Linked DNA regions of Danio rerio: regions 2 and 3 are each linked to region 1. The links are chromatin contacts, called in public HiCAR-type maps. All regions are on one chromosome and are shown on one strand. The core of a region is the stretch at or near the end of the contact, and the rest is flanking DNA. Distances in the headings are between cores, read along the strand shown.

The links. HiCAR-type assays count read pairs that join an accessible place to other places.
Region 2: a HiCAR-type map of caudal fin shows a contact between it and region 1, with 6 times the contacts expected there. The contact joins two enhancer-like sites. A contact is called at or near these places in 5 of 18 Hi-C or Micro-C datasets (caudal fin, embryo and hematopoietic stem cells) and 1 of 4 datasets of contacts at active chromatin or transcription factors (caudal fin).
Region 3: a contact with region 1 is called in a HiCAR-type map of caudal fin, with 5 times the contacts expected there. The contact joins two enhancer-like sites. A contact is called at or near these places in 6 of 18 Hi-C or Micro-C datasets (caudal fin, embryo, skeletal muscle and 1 more) and 1 of 4 datasets of contacts at active chromatin or transcription factors (caudal fin).

What each region holds. Positions count from the first base shown.
Region 1 is chr3:22,172,749-22,177,261 of GRCz12tu, forward strand. All of the region lies in intron 2 of LOC141381189 (a long non-coding RNA gene), which reads left to right. casc3 (casc3 exon junction complex subunit) reads right to left here. Exons shown (of 13, transcript NM_205716.1): 13 at 3,772-4,513. Among named protein-coding and RNA genes, the nearest start is that of rapgefl1, 20 kb to the left of the region's middle. Within about 2 kb of position 2,018, at least 4 of the 62 cell types and tissues checked have an H3K27ac peak or open chromatin away from gene starts, as enhancers often do. A contact at or near this core is called in caudal fin, where this site is marked.
Region 2 is chr3:22,059,891-22,064,403 of GRCz12tu, forward strand. It overlaps ppp1r9ba (protein phosphatase 1, regulatory subunit 9Ba), which reads left to right. Exons shown (of 12, transcript XR_012400947.1): 7 at 3,301-3,444. Among named protein-coding and RNA genes, the nearest start is that of ppp1r9ba, 74 kb to the left of the region's middle. Within about 2 kb of position 2,736, at least 19 of the 62 cell types and tissues checked have an H3K27ac peak or open chromatin away from gene starts, as enhancers often do. A contact at or near this core is called in caudal fin, where this site is marked.
Region 3 is chr3:22,081,240-22,085,752 of GRCz12tu, forward strand. rapgefl1 (Rap guanine nucleotide exchange factor (GEF)-like 1) reads right to left here. Exons shown (of 17, transcript XR_012400951.1): 16 at 1-1,195. Among named protein-coding and RNA genes, the nearest start is that of rapgefl1, 72 kb to the right of the region's middle. Within about 2 kb of position 2,257, at least 4 of the 62 cell types and tissues checked have an H3K27ac peak or open chromatin away from gene starts, as enhancers often do.

The DNA of each region.
Region 1 (4,513 bases), core at 768-3,267:
TCCGTATTTTGGTGAATTTTTTTTTATGGCAAGGTTGACATTTGCATGGAATTGCTCATACAACATTTACTAACATAGTTATTATTCTTCTCGTGAACAGGCCTCTCTCTGTTGACATGCTTTTGTGATTAAGCTATGAAATCTGGTAACACAAAACTGTCCTGCTTTCCCCTTTCAGCTGTATCATGATTTCACTAGTTTAAATGTTTTGTAATATGAACCGGTAAACAATGGCACAGGTATGCTTTAGCCAGGATGCATCACAAAAGACTGAATGCTGACTGAATACTTGTATAATAGGTCAGTGAGACAGCAGTTTCACTGATCCTGTGCATAATAATTACATTATGATTATGCAAGAGTGTTTTGGTAGGGTGTTGTCAAGAGGATGCACGCAACTGCAAAGATGCAGCTCAAGTGATTTAATATACATAAAACACATAAGTCTACTTTATTGTTTCACACATCGTTTGTAAAATACCTAATTAAATAATGCCATCATTTCACTGTAAAACCCAACAGTCAACTTGATCAAATAAGTGTAGTAAACTCAAAATTGACTGAAAGTTAATTCTACTCATTTGAAAGGTTTTGAACTCAGTGATGAAGGTAATGAGTTAATTAAATACCTCATTACTTCAACTTAAATGGAGAAAGTTCACAGTACTCATATAGATTGTTTTTTTACTTAAATGGTTTTAAATGAGTTTTACAGTATTCATTTGGTTAGAGTTCTTTTCATTTATCGTGTTTTACTGTGCTCAAATTACTTCATTTACGCAAATATTAAGTTCACAGTACTCGTTAGGATTAGTGTTTGAACTTAAATGGTTTGTTGCGATGAGTTTCCTCAAACAGTTTGAGTTCTTAACTTTTTGGGTTTAACAGCGTAGGGCCAGACAGAATCTGCAGATATTTTTTGCTATTTCTGCTGAGAATATATAATAAATAAGATAGAAAATAAATAAAAAATCTATGCAGAATGATTTTTAGGAGTATCGCTAACAACATAATATATGAAATCAACAATTAATTATAATAAATTATTGTCTCAAATTACAGAAATATTAGTAAAATAAATTAAAAACTGAATAAATATAATTGTACAAACATTTACACAAGTAAAATACATAGACTTAACGATGGGCTAAAAGTCTGTGGATTTCTACGCGTGCAGATTTATCATTTAGCATAATAAATAATAGTTGTGTAAAAATTAAACTTACTCAATTTGGGTTTTGGGAGATGGCAAACTGGGAGATGACCAGCAAAAACCTGCTTGGCCAACCTAGAAGACAAGCCAAAACCAGCTAAGTCCAGCTTAAACCAAGCTGGTTATTCCAGCTGGTCTCTCAGCCTGACTAGTTTAGACCAGGCTGAAATAGCCAAACCCCCTCTAAAACCAGACTGGTACATAGGCTAAAACCATCCAACCGGCTTACGAGTTAAGATGTTTTTTTTCCACCCAAGAGTTTTATTTTAAATCAATATTTATTTCCTTGTCGAACTGGTATTTTAATAAGTGGATTTTGTAAATATTGCATTAGTCAATTTTGAATTAAGACGAACAGAATCTAGTTAAGCAAGATCCTCTAGCATTAAAATAAATAAAGTATTAGATGTTTATTGCTTTTATGCTTGAAATAAAACTCTTATCTTGACCAATATATTTTCAGCTAAATGTTTGAATCTATTCCTTTAGCTTTTGTTCAGTCAGGCTAGTTACCAAGATAATGTTATACATTTGCCATTTTTGTGTATCCGTTTTTAAGTAATTCTGACATTTCAGATTTATTGCAAATATTTCATGTATGGTGCCTGGAAAATACTTTGTAAAGATCATTGTGCATGTATGCATTTTAACTCCTACTTTCAATAATTCTCTAACGTAAATTTTTCGTCTTTTTCCAAAGGTGGAATATTAGTAAAGAAAAGTTCTCCTTTCAGCTAGTGCAGTGCCTCTGCTTAGATCTAAGTCTGCTGTGAGGCAAAGCATGTCAGAGCAGCAGTGGAGAATGAATGCATTAGTTCCCCCAAGTGGATATTTTGAAGTACTGACAGCGACACCACTGCTAAGCCTGACCTAATTTTCCCGCCTATTGCTCTATATCACGTTGTACTGCTGAAGTGATCTATAATTAAGTCTCTCACGTACATATAAGATTTGTTATGCATATTTAGCGGTAAACATAAGCAGTCTAGAACTGTGGAATCTGCACACTGCGTTACTGCCTGTGGAAAACAAAAGTTTTATTTTGTGTTTCTCTAACTATCAGTTGCGAACAGGCCAATGCCTTGTTAAAGACAGTAAATCCACAGCAAAATGCCAAAATAAGCTAAAAGAGTGCTGAAATGAGCGCCGCAGCAGGTTTTGGGTGTAATTTTGAGGCGCTGCTATAAAGAGCGAAGCGGCAGAAGCTCTTGGCAGCATCAGTGCGGCAGAAGGAGACGCTTCTCTTTTGGCAAAGTCACAATTTAACACAAAACCACTGGCGGACACGCGGAAAAATCGCAATGTTGTTTACAAAAGCGACTAATAGGGATCACATTTCACATCTTTTAAGATCTTATGCTCAATTATCAGAAGGGAGAGCAGTATGCTATGCACCAGGCAGAAGTCATAAATAAGAGCACATGAAAAAGGTTAAGTAAAACTTCCACAGTAATGTAGGCTTAACATTTGAACAGGGAATTAAGACACGTTAATGATTCAATAATTCAAGCATAAATACACTCACCGGCCACTTTATTTTTAGGTATGCCTGTGACTTTAAACGTGGCGAGGTTGTTGGTGCCAGACAGGCTGGTCTGAGTATTTCAGAAACTGCTGATCTACTGGGGTTTTCAACCATCTCGGGTTTATAGAGAAGAGTCCGCAAATGCCTTGTTGACTCCAGAGGTCAGAGGAGAATGGCCAGACTGGTTCAAGCTGATAGAAAGGCAACAGTAACTCAATCAACCACTCGTTACAACCGAGGTCTGCAAAAGAGCCTCTCTAAACAATCAACACGTCCAACCTTAAGGTGGATGGGCTAAAGAAGCAGAGGACCACACCGGGTGCCACTCCTGTCAGCCAAGGACAGGAAACTGAAGCTAAAATTTGCACAGGTTCATCAAAATTGGATCATAGAAGTCTGGAAAACTGCCTGGTCTGAGGAGTCTCGATCTCTGCTGCGACATTTAGATGGTACAGTAGGGTCAGAATTTGGCCTCAACAACATGGATGTATCCATCCTGCCTTGCATCAACGGTTTAGACTGGTGTGTAATGGTGTGGGGGATATTTTCTTGGCACACTTTGGGCCCATTAGTACCAATTGAGCATCGTGTCAACACCAGAGCCTACCCAAGTATTGTTGCTGACCATGTCCATCCCATTATGACCACAGTGTCCCCATCTATTGATGGCTACTTCCTTCAGGATAACACACCGTAACTGCAATATGGACCAAAATCTCTCAGGAATATTTCCAGTAGCTTGTTGAATCTATGCCACTTTATTTAAGAAATAAGGCAGTTCAGAAGGCGAAAGGGGGTCCAACCCTGTGTATAACAAAGGTGTACCTATTAAAGTGGCCAGTTAGTATGTAAATATTGATAGAAATAAAGATTTCTTGAGCGCTAAATTACATCATTTAAAGTATGACCTAAAGGATCTAAAATAAAAGATAAGAAAATCATGATATCGATATCATGTCCTAGATTGCAAAATGCCATGTAAATTACAGAGAATGTGCCATGTAAATAGCAAAGAGCCAAGACAAGGGAAGTGTTATATTCAGTTGTTGTTTAATTTCATCTCCTGACATTGCTCCACAAAACAAAAATGAAACACTTTTAATATTTTTCAAACATCTATGAAACATACAAGCCCTCACAGTGTAGTCAGGTCTAATCAAACAAAAACAGATATGTCAAACCAATGAACTCTTTTAAGGCATAGAAAGTAATACAACATCTTCTAATAGTCTTTATGATCCATGTCTAAACAACGTTGGGGACGACAACATCTCAGTTATACTGTTAGATTTCTCTTTTCCTCTGAAACGATTATAAAGGGAACGATTACAAAAGATGCAATCATAGCACTCCCACAATGGGGCAAAGAATAACAGCTCACAGCCAAAGTTGCCATCTACAGTTGCTTTCACAAAGAAATATATCTATAAAACCATGCATGCCTGTACAGTGTGCCTGAAAGAAAACAAACGCAATCATAACTATTTATATATTTGTATAAAATTAATAACAAATAATTGCAAATCATTTTCAGAAATTAAAATTTAAATTGAAAATTTAAACGGCAGGTTTCCCTGCAGACTTTGTTCATATTGACAGCATTTCAGAAATGACTAGTTTTAGTATTTTTCATTAAACCACTGGCTTCAATATACTTTAATATGTACACTTAGCAACAAAAAAAGCTAATCAAGCGAGTTACACTGTCAAGTAGGTCAGTATCTGGCAAGGTTAACGCTTCGATAGTATTACAGTATTGAATTTAACACAGTACA
Region 2 (4,513 bases), core at 1,486-3,985, 110 kb before region 1:
TAAAACTTTAATTTAATTCATTTTTGTATTTTGTAGCTCAGCAATACAAAAAAGAAACAAAGGGTTATGTTAAAATCGAAAAAATCTCTGTCAGAGGCATTCACCATTACACCCCCATCCTTCTCTCTGTCTTTTCAAATGGGATGGTGGTACAAATCAAAGGTTACTTACTTTGGGCATATCTGGTTTAAATGCACAGAAAAGGTCTATGTTCTCTGAGAAATGAACAAAAATATTCATTTTCAAAAGGCTGTGCTCAGTCTGAAGAAATGTGTGCAGTGTAATGCTTCTAAATGATGGGCATGATTTGGCTGCGTGCAGTGGAAAACATTTAACATCAAAATGAGAAATGGTGCAATCACCATAATTAAGTCTTGATTTAAAGCACTGCATTGCTTTAACACATTCAAGCTGTACTTCCTGTACGCATCTCATAGCTGTCCTCCACACCTGCCCACATTAGCGTGGCGTGAAGGGAATTGATTAATAATTGAGAGGTGGAAGATTCACAGTATTCTTGGAGATGGCGGGTGTGAAAGTAAGGGCAGGATTGAATGGCAGTGCGTCTGCCGGCTGGATTTGCCAGCTCAGTGGCCAAGCTCTCAGTGCGCTCTCCTCCGCAACACTGAACTCACGTCAGTCTGATATGGTCTTAACGGGTGAGAACTGCCCGAACAGACAGTTTGTCTGCTGCTTCATCCACATGCCCGAGTTCAGGCCGACAGTATGACAAACTGAGCTCACTCAGACAGAAAAACACATTTGTACATACAGGAGCAGCTCTTCTTGTACAGTATATTTTATACAGTATCTCTCTTAGGCAGAGAGAGAGAGACGGACAGACAAAATCTAAACTAATAATTTGATCAAACTCAGTAAATTGATCAAATGTAATGTAGCTTTTTTATTTTTAGTAAATGCTTTAATCTTTAAAACATGTTGTTTCTGCAATTTTATTTATATATATAATATGAAAAACACAGTAATGATGCTGAAAATCCTCATGTGCTGTCTCAGGAGTTAATTGCGTGGTACATTTCACAATATATTAAAATATTTTTGAAAATATTTCATTGTAATATTGTTTTTATCAATTCAATGCAGCTAAGATGCTTTCTAAACATTTAAAAATGTTTACTGACCTTAATGCCAATATAATAAAGTATAATATATAATAATCATTATGATAATATATTTAAAATTGTATACAGTATATTATATATAATGTACATGTATTTTAAGCAGATTAAAGAGATTTCTGAAGAATAATAGATGCTGAAGACTTGTTTGTTCATTCATTCATTCATTTTCTTTTTGGCTTAGTCCCTTTATTAATCTTTTAATGAAAAAGTTTGCCATAGCGTAATGAACCACCACTAATTTATCCAGCATATGTTTTGCACAGCGGATGCCCTTCTAGCCGTAACCCATCACTGGGAAACACCCATACACTATGGACATTTTAGCTCACCCAAATCACCTTCAGCGCATGTTTTTGCTGGGAATGTGGGGGAAACCGAAGCACCTGGAGGAAACGTACACAAACACGGGGAGAGCATGCAAACTCCATTTAGAAATGCCAACTTAACCAGCATCCTCCTTGCTGTGAGGCGACTGCATTACCCACTGTACCACCGCGCTGCCCCAAGACTTGTTTAATAATTCATAAAAAAGAATTGCAAAGTACTTTTTCTATATAAATATTATAAATATTGAAATTTGATTATTTTATTGTCATAATATTTATCAATATTAAATGTAGTGACTTGAAAAAGACATTCTGTAAAGACAAAGACCTCAAATTTAATGTAAAGAATATAATTTTATATATAATAATAATAATAATAACAATAAATAAAATAATATAGTTTTAAGTAATGTAATTAATTTGTGTGTGTTGATAATGTTTTATTATTATATATATTATTACATTTCTAATTTAGTTATTTTAATCAACATTTTGAAGAAGTTTTATTAAAATATTATTTTTTATTTTGCAAATAACACTTGTTAGATGTCATGTAAATAGAACATGTTAGAAATGTTTTATTAGTCTCTGATTTACCTGAAAACTGTGTATTTATTCCAAAAGCTCAAGACTTTGTTAATTATAGCTTTTGTCAAATTTGGTAAAATATGTAGATGTAACTTTTTCATTTAAACGGTTCAGTTTGGTGATGAATGTTCATAATTTCCCACAGCTATATTTTGGTTGCCCACTGAAGCTAAGCAGTGTTGAGTCTTGTCAGGATCTGGATGGATCACCATCTACAGGTGTTTGTGAGGTGTTGCATACTTTGAATTGTGTGGGTCCCAATGCTGCAGGATAGTGACAGGGACTCTATAGTGTAAGAAGCAGATGACATAGAGCATTAAACTGAGGTCCTGACCCTGGATTCTCTGTAACTGTGTGCCACCGCTCGTAAATAGTAGAGCTGTAACCCTGGCAGCCTGTGCAGATTTCCTCTGTTGCTCTTTGTCCTCCTAATAACCGTCCTCTCTCTCTCTTTATCTGTGTTTTAAATACAATTAAATCTAGAGTACTTGTGGAATTTTCTTTTTACAGATCTACATAAGATTGGTGTAAATATTCTAAAGAATTTATTTTACAAGTCATTATTAACAAGCACACCACATTGCATCAGAGGAACTGAGATGTTTGTGTCATTATGCGTGTCATGAACCCTGATATGAGTTTGCAGACAGGAAGTCATTGTGCGGGAGTTTTGCCTGCTCGTGTCTCAGCTTGCAGTGGAAGTCCCCTTAAAAGGATGTTTGTGATGGTGTATATGCGACACGCTCTTTAGGCCTTGTTTGGTGTATGGCAGGCATTTGGGGTCAGAGTAATTGACGCTTTTGGATGTGGGGTACTGGCTGGTTGTTTCATTTCAGATGTGTTGGTACATGCTTTTCACTCTGGTGCTCAGTTTTCTCAGAAATACACAAGTGACAAGTATTTGGGTGCATGGATGTTTGTTGAAGGTCCGAGATGTTCTCCAAGGTTCCAAATAAGTACAAATCTAGCATGGAAATGAATCAAATGGCTTCAGTTTGCTTTACTTCATCTTCCTGCAGCTGCACAGTCAATTCAAAATGGTGGTTGGCCAGTCACAGGAGTGTTTTTATAGTGTCCTGGCATGTGTTTTCCTCCCAATCCTATTGGCTTCAGGCTTGCTTAACTCTGACATCTAGTGGTTGATGGTTTTATCACACTGATCAGACTCCTACATGAGGGTATTTTGCATTAAACACACACAACAATGTCTCAGTGTCCTTCTGTTTTCTGTCTGTTCTTTTCAGACGGGTGAATGTGCCACCGATGAAGAGGAAGAGATGAGCCCCATGTTTCCTAATGCCATTGAGGTGTTTGATCTGGCAGAGAATGAAGACATGCTCTCTCCTGTGGAGATGGACCCAGAGAAACTGGCTCACAAGTTTAAGGAGGTCAGTGGAACATGAGGACCATTTTAAAACTGACCAGAAAAAGTGTTCAGACCGTCTCACGCTGCTTTTACTGACTGTGATTTGCTCTATAAATTACCTGTGAATTGATGCCCTGTGGATGCCAACGGCTGAACATTATATTAATTGTATGATCAGAAATCTAGGTTTTAAAAACTTTTATTTACATTTGATTTCATAATCTGCCTGTCTGTCTGGCTTAGTTTACCTAATTATCTCATTCTCTTTTAACTATCAGTCTATTACAGTTTGTCTGTTGAATCTTTTATGTCAAAGTTAAAGTATTTGAAACATGGGTATTAGGAGTTCAACAAGACACAGATCCCACAAGATGAGATGAGATGAGATACTAGACTGAGTTAATGAGAATCAGACAAGATTGAGTCTAGCACTATATATATGTATATGTACACCCTTCACAAATCAATCTTTTAAATTAATATTTTTATGAATATTTGTGCATATACATTAGATTAGTCTGTACTAAAGCCAAATAAGGAGTTTGTCTAAGGATGTAATTTGTTTTTGCAATATTTTGCTTGCATTTAATTGTATTATCTTTTAGTTTCTAAATATGTTTGGTGACTAAAATATTATTTTAATAAATATATCTGTTTAAGAAATCTGTTTTGTTGAAATGCACCAAACATACATTGCCTCTATTCACTAATAAAACTAAATGTAGGTGCATTTTGAAATGAACTTGTTCTTGAAAACTAAATATTTAATGGAATTAAACTTCTATTTGAATAAATTATATGCAGCAGTAAACATGTAAACACTGCAACACATTTTCTCTCAAACTCAACTTGCAGGCAAGTAATGGCACAAAATATTATACAATATATTAAGGCCAAAATTATTAATACCCCTTACAAATATTCTGACTTAAAGTTTTTTTATTCAACCAGCAAGTTTTTTTATTTTTATTATTTGACCAGAAATGAGACAGGCTTCTCACAAAAGGTAATAACACGATGTACAAGAGGCTTCATTCTTGAAAAAAAAAAAGTTTGCCAGCTTTTATTGACATTTGTAGAAAGTGTATGCA
Region 3 (4,513 bases), core at 1,007-3,506, 91 kb before region 1:
TACATTCATATTTTGAATAGGAAGCTATACAATATAATATGTATGCATATACATTAGATTAGTCAGTGATGAAGCCAAATCTGGAGCTTATCTAACAAAATCACTTATGATATCGGTCCAAAAACTAGTACAGCCAAATTTATGTTATAGAAAAATATTAAATACAAATTTAAACAAGAGGAAAAATCTAGAAAAGCGACGAAAAAAACATAAAAATTTAGTTGAAATTTTGTAGGTTGTAATTTGTTTTTGCAATATTTTGCTCAAATTTAATTGAATTTTCTTCCAATTTTTAAATGTTTGGTGACTAAAATATGATTTGATTAAATATATCTGTTTAATAAATCAGATTTTTTTAAAATGCACTAAACAAACATTTCCTACATTCACTGAGAAATGGAGAAAAATATTCATTTACAAAATGGGCTGTACTCAATTATGCTGAGCACTGTATACCTGCTGTTTGGTTTTCATGATGAACACTGACATGAAGTGGTTTACGCAGTAGCTACATTCACCGATGTCCTCTGTCTTCAGGATAGTGGAGCTGGTCTTGGATTGGGACTCTATTGATGGCTGGGGATCCATATTGTTCAGAACACAAACATTGAATGACTGCAGGCCAGTTTGCACATGGGGTGCAGTAAGTGCCAGTGTTGGCAAGGGACGAGGGAAGACCACAGGTCAGATTGTCACATGTATTTAAGGGTCATGAATGAGTAAAATAAAATAAAATTGAAAAAGTGCAGTGTTTCTGAAGGCCCGGACGACAATACGAATAAGCTTATTCCGGTTTGGTTCAGTTCGACTGATGGCAGTGCAATCAGGAGAGGTTTCCCTTCAGCAGAAAAATAGTCTGAAAAACGAATCCAGATATGGCGAATAATGAATGCTCATAATCAACACTGACACAGAATCTCACTCAAAGCACAATTCATGGACACTATTCGTCGATCGGTGATGCGGAGGCGGAGCCTGAGATGATTGACAGCCCAGCTGGCTTGATCCGTGACGGTGGAGAATGAAGTGTCTGTGTCTGGAGGTTTTCTAGATATGGCTTGTAGGTCCCTTCACATGTCTTTTGGCTCCAGTTTGCTGGACATCTCAAAAAGCAGGTTCTGATTGTCGATGACCTGCAGCTGCCGGACGTACGCTTTCGTCTGGAGGTGCGAAGGGGACGGCTCGGCCTCCATAGCTGTTGGACAGGAAGAAAAACACACATCAGATAAAGGAGCTGCTTGAAAAACATCCAAACATTCAAATGCAAGTCAGTGTATTTCATTGTTTTTTGTATTATACAGTGCTCAGCATAACTGAGTACAGCCCATTTTGAAAATGAGTATTTTTCTCCATTTCTCAGTTAATATGGGCAATGTATTTTGGTGCATTTAAACAACTGATTAAAAAACTGATTTATTAAATAGATATATTTATTCAAATCATATTTTAGTCTCCAAACATATTTAGAAATTAAAAGATAATACAATTAATTTCAGGCTAAATATTGCAAAAATAAATTACAACCTTCAAAATTTCAATGTAATTTTACATGTTATTATTATAATTTTTTTGCGTTTCTTGATTTTTCCTTTTTTTTATTTGTATTTAAGATTTTTCTACAACATATAAATTTGGCTGTACAAGTTTTTGGACCGTTATTTTGTTAAATAAGCTCCAGATTTGGCTTCAGTACTGACTAATCTAAAGTATATTCATAAATATAACATTGTACAGTTTCCTATTTAAAATATGAGTTTAAAAAGAGAGATTTGTGAGGGGTGTGCTTATATATGCTGAGCATTGTATAAACGCACACCTATGTCTTGATTTTATACACATTTGTTTATTTTATGTTGAGCTGTATTTTCAGAAAGTTTTATGATTTCTTTTTAAATTAATCATTAATCAAATTTATTGCAAAATTAGCACACAGCTAAAACCACTACTCATTGATTAAAAGGTGATTAAAGGAGTCTCATAAACAAAGAACAAAGATAAAGAACATAAAAGATAGTGTTGAAATGAAAGAATTATAGCATCCTCCACAAAGGTAGGTGTGTGTGTGTGTGTGTGTGTGTGTGTGAGTGTGAGAGATTCAGTGTCAGATCACATGGTGGCGTGTTTGAGCTGAGAGACTCACATTCATGTGATCTCAAACATTCATGTCCAGCTGACCACACACACACTGCTAAACCACACTTCTCCAAAAGAAAGGGAGTTGAAAGAAAGAAAAACTGAGAGAAAATGGAGAGAGAGAGTGCGCCAGGCTCTTTCAGGCTCTATGAATAGCTGCACATTGTCCTGCCTGATCTTCAGAAAGAACTGTCACTCCGCCTCTGCATCAGCTTCAGCTGTCAATCATGTTCTGGCAGGACTAAAACTGCAGGTTCACAACACCAACAGCTCGTCATCTGCAAACCTGCACCGCTAAACTCACTCACAGAATTAACTGCACCAAACAACTGAGCACAAACATTATGCATCATTAGACTCCAGTACAAATATCTATCATCCTTAAAAAGGTAGAAATCAAATAAGAGTAAGGATCATGCAATGCTAAAAAAAAATGCCTTTTTTTCTCAATTAAGTTTTGTAGAAGTTAATTTAATATATAGTATTATGTAAACTGGTGGCACAGTGGGTAGCATGATTGCCTCATAGCCAGAAGGTCGCTGGTTTGAGCTCTGGCTCGGTCAGTTGGTATTTCTGTGTGGAGTTTGCATGTTCTCCGTGTTCACGTGGGTTTCCTCCGAGTGCTCCGTCTTCCGTTTTTTTCTGTAGGTGGATAAGCTAAATTTTCTGTAGTGTATGTGTGTGAATGAGAGTGTATGGGTGTTTTCCAGTGTTGGGTTGCGGCTGGAAGGGCATCCGATGTGTAAAATATATGCTAGATAAGTTGGTGGTTCATCCCACTGTGGCAACCCCGGATTAATAAAGTGACTAAACCGAAAAGAAAATGAATGAATGATGTAAACTATGTATTAACTATTATTTAAATTGGTTGACTTTAGTAGCACCTGACAAATGATTCCCAGCAGAACATTGCAAAAACAATCAATATTCTAAACATACAGTTAAAGTTAACATTATTAGCCCTCCTGTGGATTTTTTTCCTTTCTTTTTCAAATATTTAATTTCATATTTTACTTTTTTAAATGTATATTTAACAGGGTGAGGATATTTTTTATTTATTTCATTATTTTATTTTAATATATAATATATTATATATATAATATATGATATATTATATCTCTCTTCTGGAGAATGTCTTATTTGTTTAAGGTAAATATTATTAGCTCAGTTACAGAAGCCTCTACAGAAGGATTTGCCTAATTACCGTAACTTGTTTAATTAACCTAGTGAAGCTTTAAAATGTTTAAGTTTAAGTTGAATACTAATATCTTAAAAAAATATCTAGTCAAATATTATGTACTGTCATCACAGCAACGATGAAAAAATGAGTTATTAAAACTAGTATGATTAGAAATGTATTGTCTTTCCTTTAAGCAGATATTTGGGGGGGAAAATATACAAGGGGCTAAAAATTCTGACTTCAACTATGCAGGCATATTATAACAGTTGGGTTCCAGATCAGCAAAGATGCTAAAAATGAATCTTTGCCATCACAGGATAATTATTTCAAATTATATTTCAACATAAATTAGTTATTTTAATATTTTATTAAAATTATTGTTTTATTAATTAATTCATTTTCTTTTCGGCTTAGTCCATTTATTAATCTGGTGTCGCCACAGCGGAATGAACCAACTTATCCATGTCCATTTGTTTTACACAGCCCTTCCAACTGCAACCCATCACTGGGAAACATTCACTGACTCTTATTCACACACATATACTACAGACAATTTAGCCTACCCAATTCAAAATGTCTTTGGACTGTAGGGGAAACCGGAGCACCCGGAGGAAACCCACACTAACACAGGGAGAACACGCAAACTCCACATAAAAACGTCAACAGACCCAGCCAAGACTCAAACCAGCGACCTTCTTGCTGTGAGACGATCATTCTACCCACTGCGCCACCATGATGCTGTTTTATTACTGTAAAATTAATATTATATTACTGTTTCCCTACTTTTTTGATTAAACAAATACAGGCCTGCGAGCATAAACAGCTAAAGAAATATTACAAAATGATTGACTAAGAAAAATAACTTTCACAATAGCCAAGTAAACTCTTTCATAGCTCGGGAGAATTAATGGAGTAACGTTCATTTATGCAACATCTGCACAGATATTTCCTAAAAGACCAAACAGAAGATGCGGACGGCAGAGCCCAGATCATCTGCTCTTCATATTGAATTTGAAAGTGAAATGAGAATCTTCCTCTCCTTAATGTCTTGTGTGAAGTGATTTTTCTCGCCTATCGTCACAGATCATCAGCGTCTTTCCTTTGACTCTCTGACAGCAGGAGCGCATTAGAGACAATTACAGACTCATTACATCTCACATCCCAGCGACTCCCCGAAGTTCACACAGACGCTCGCAGGGA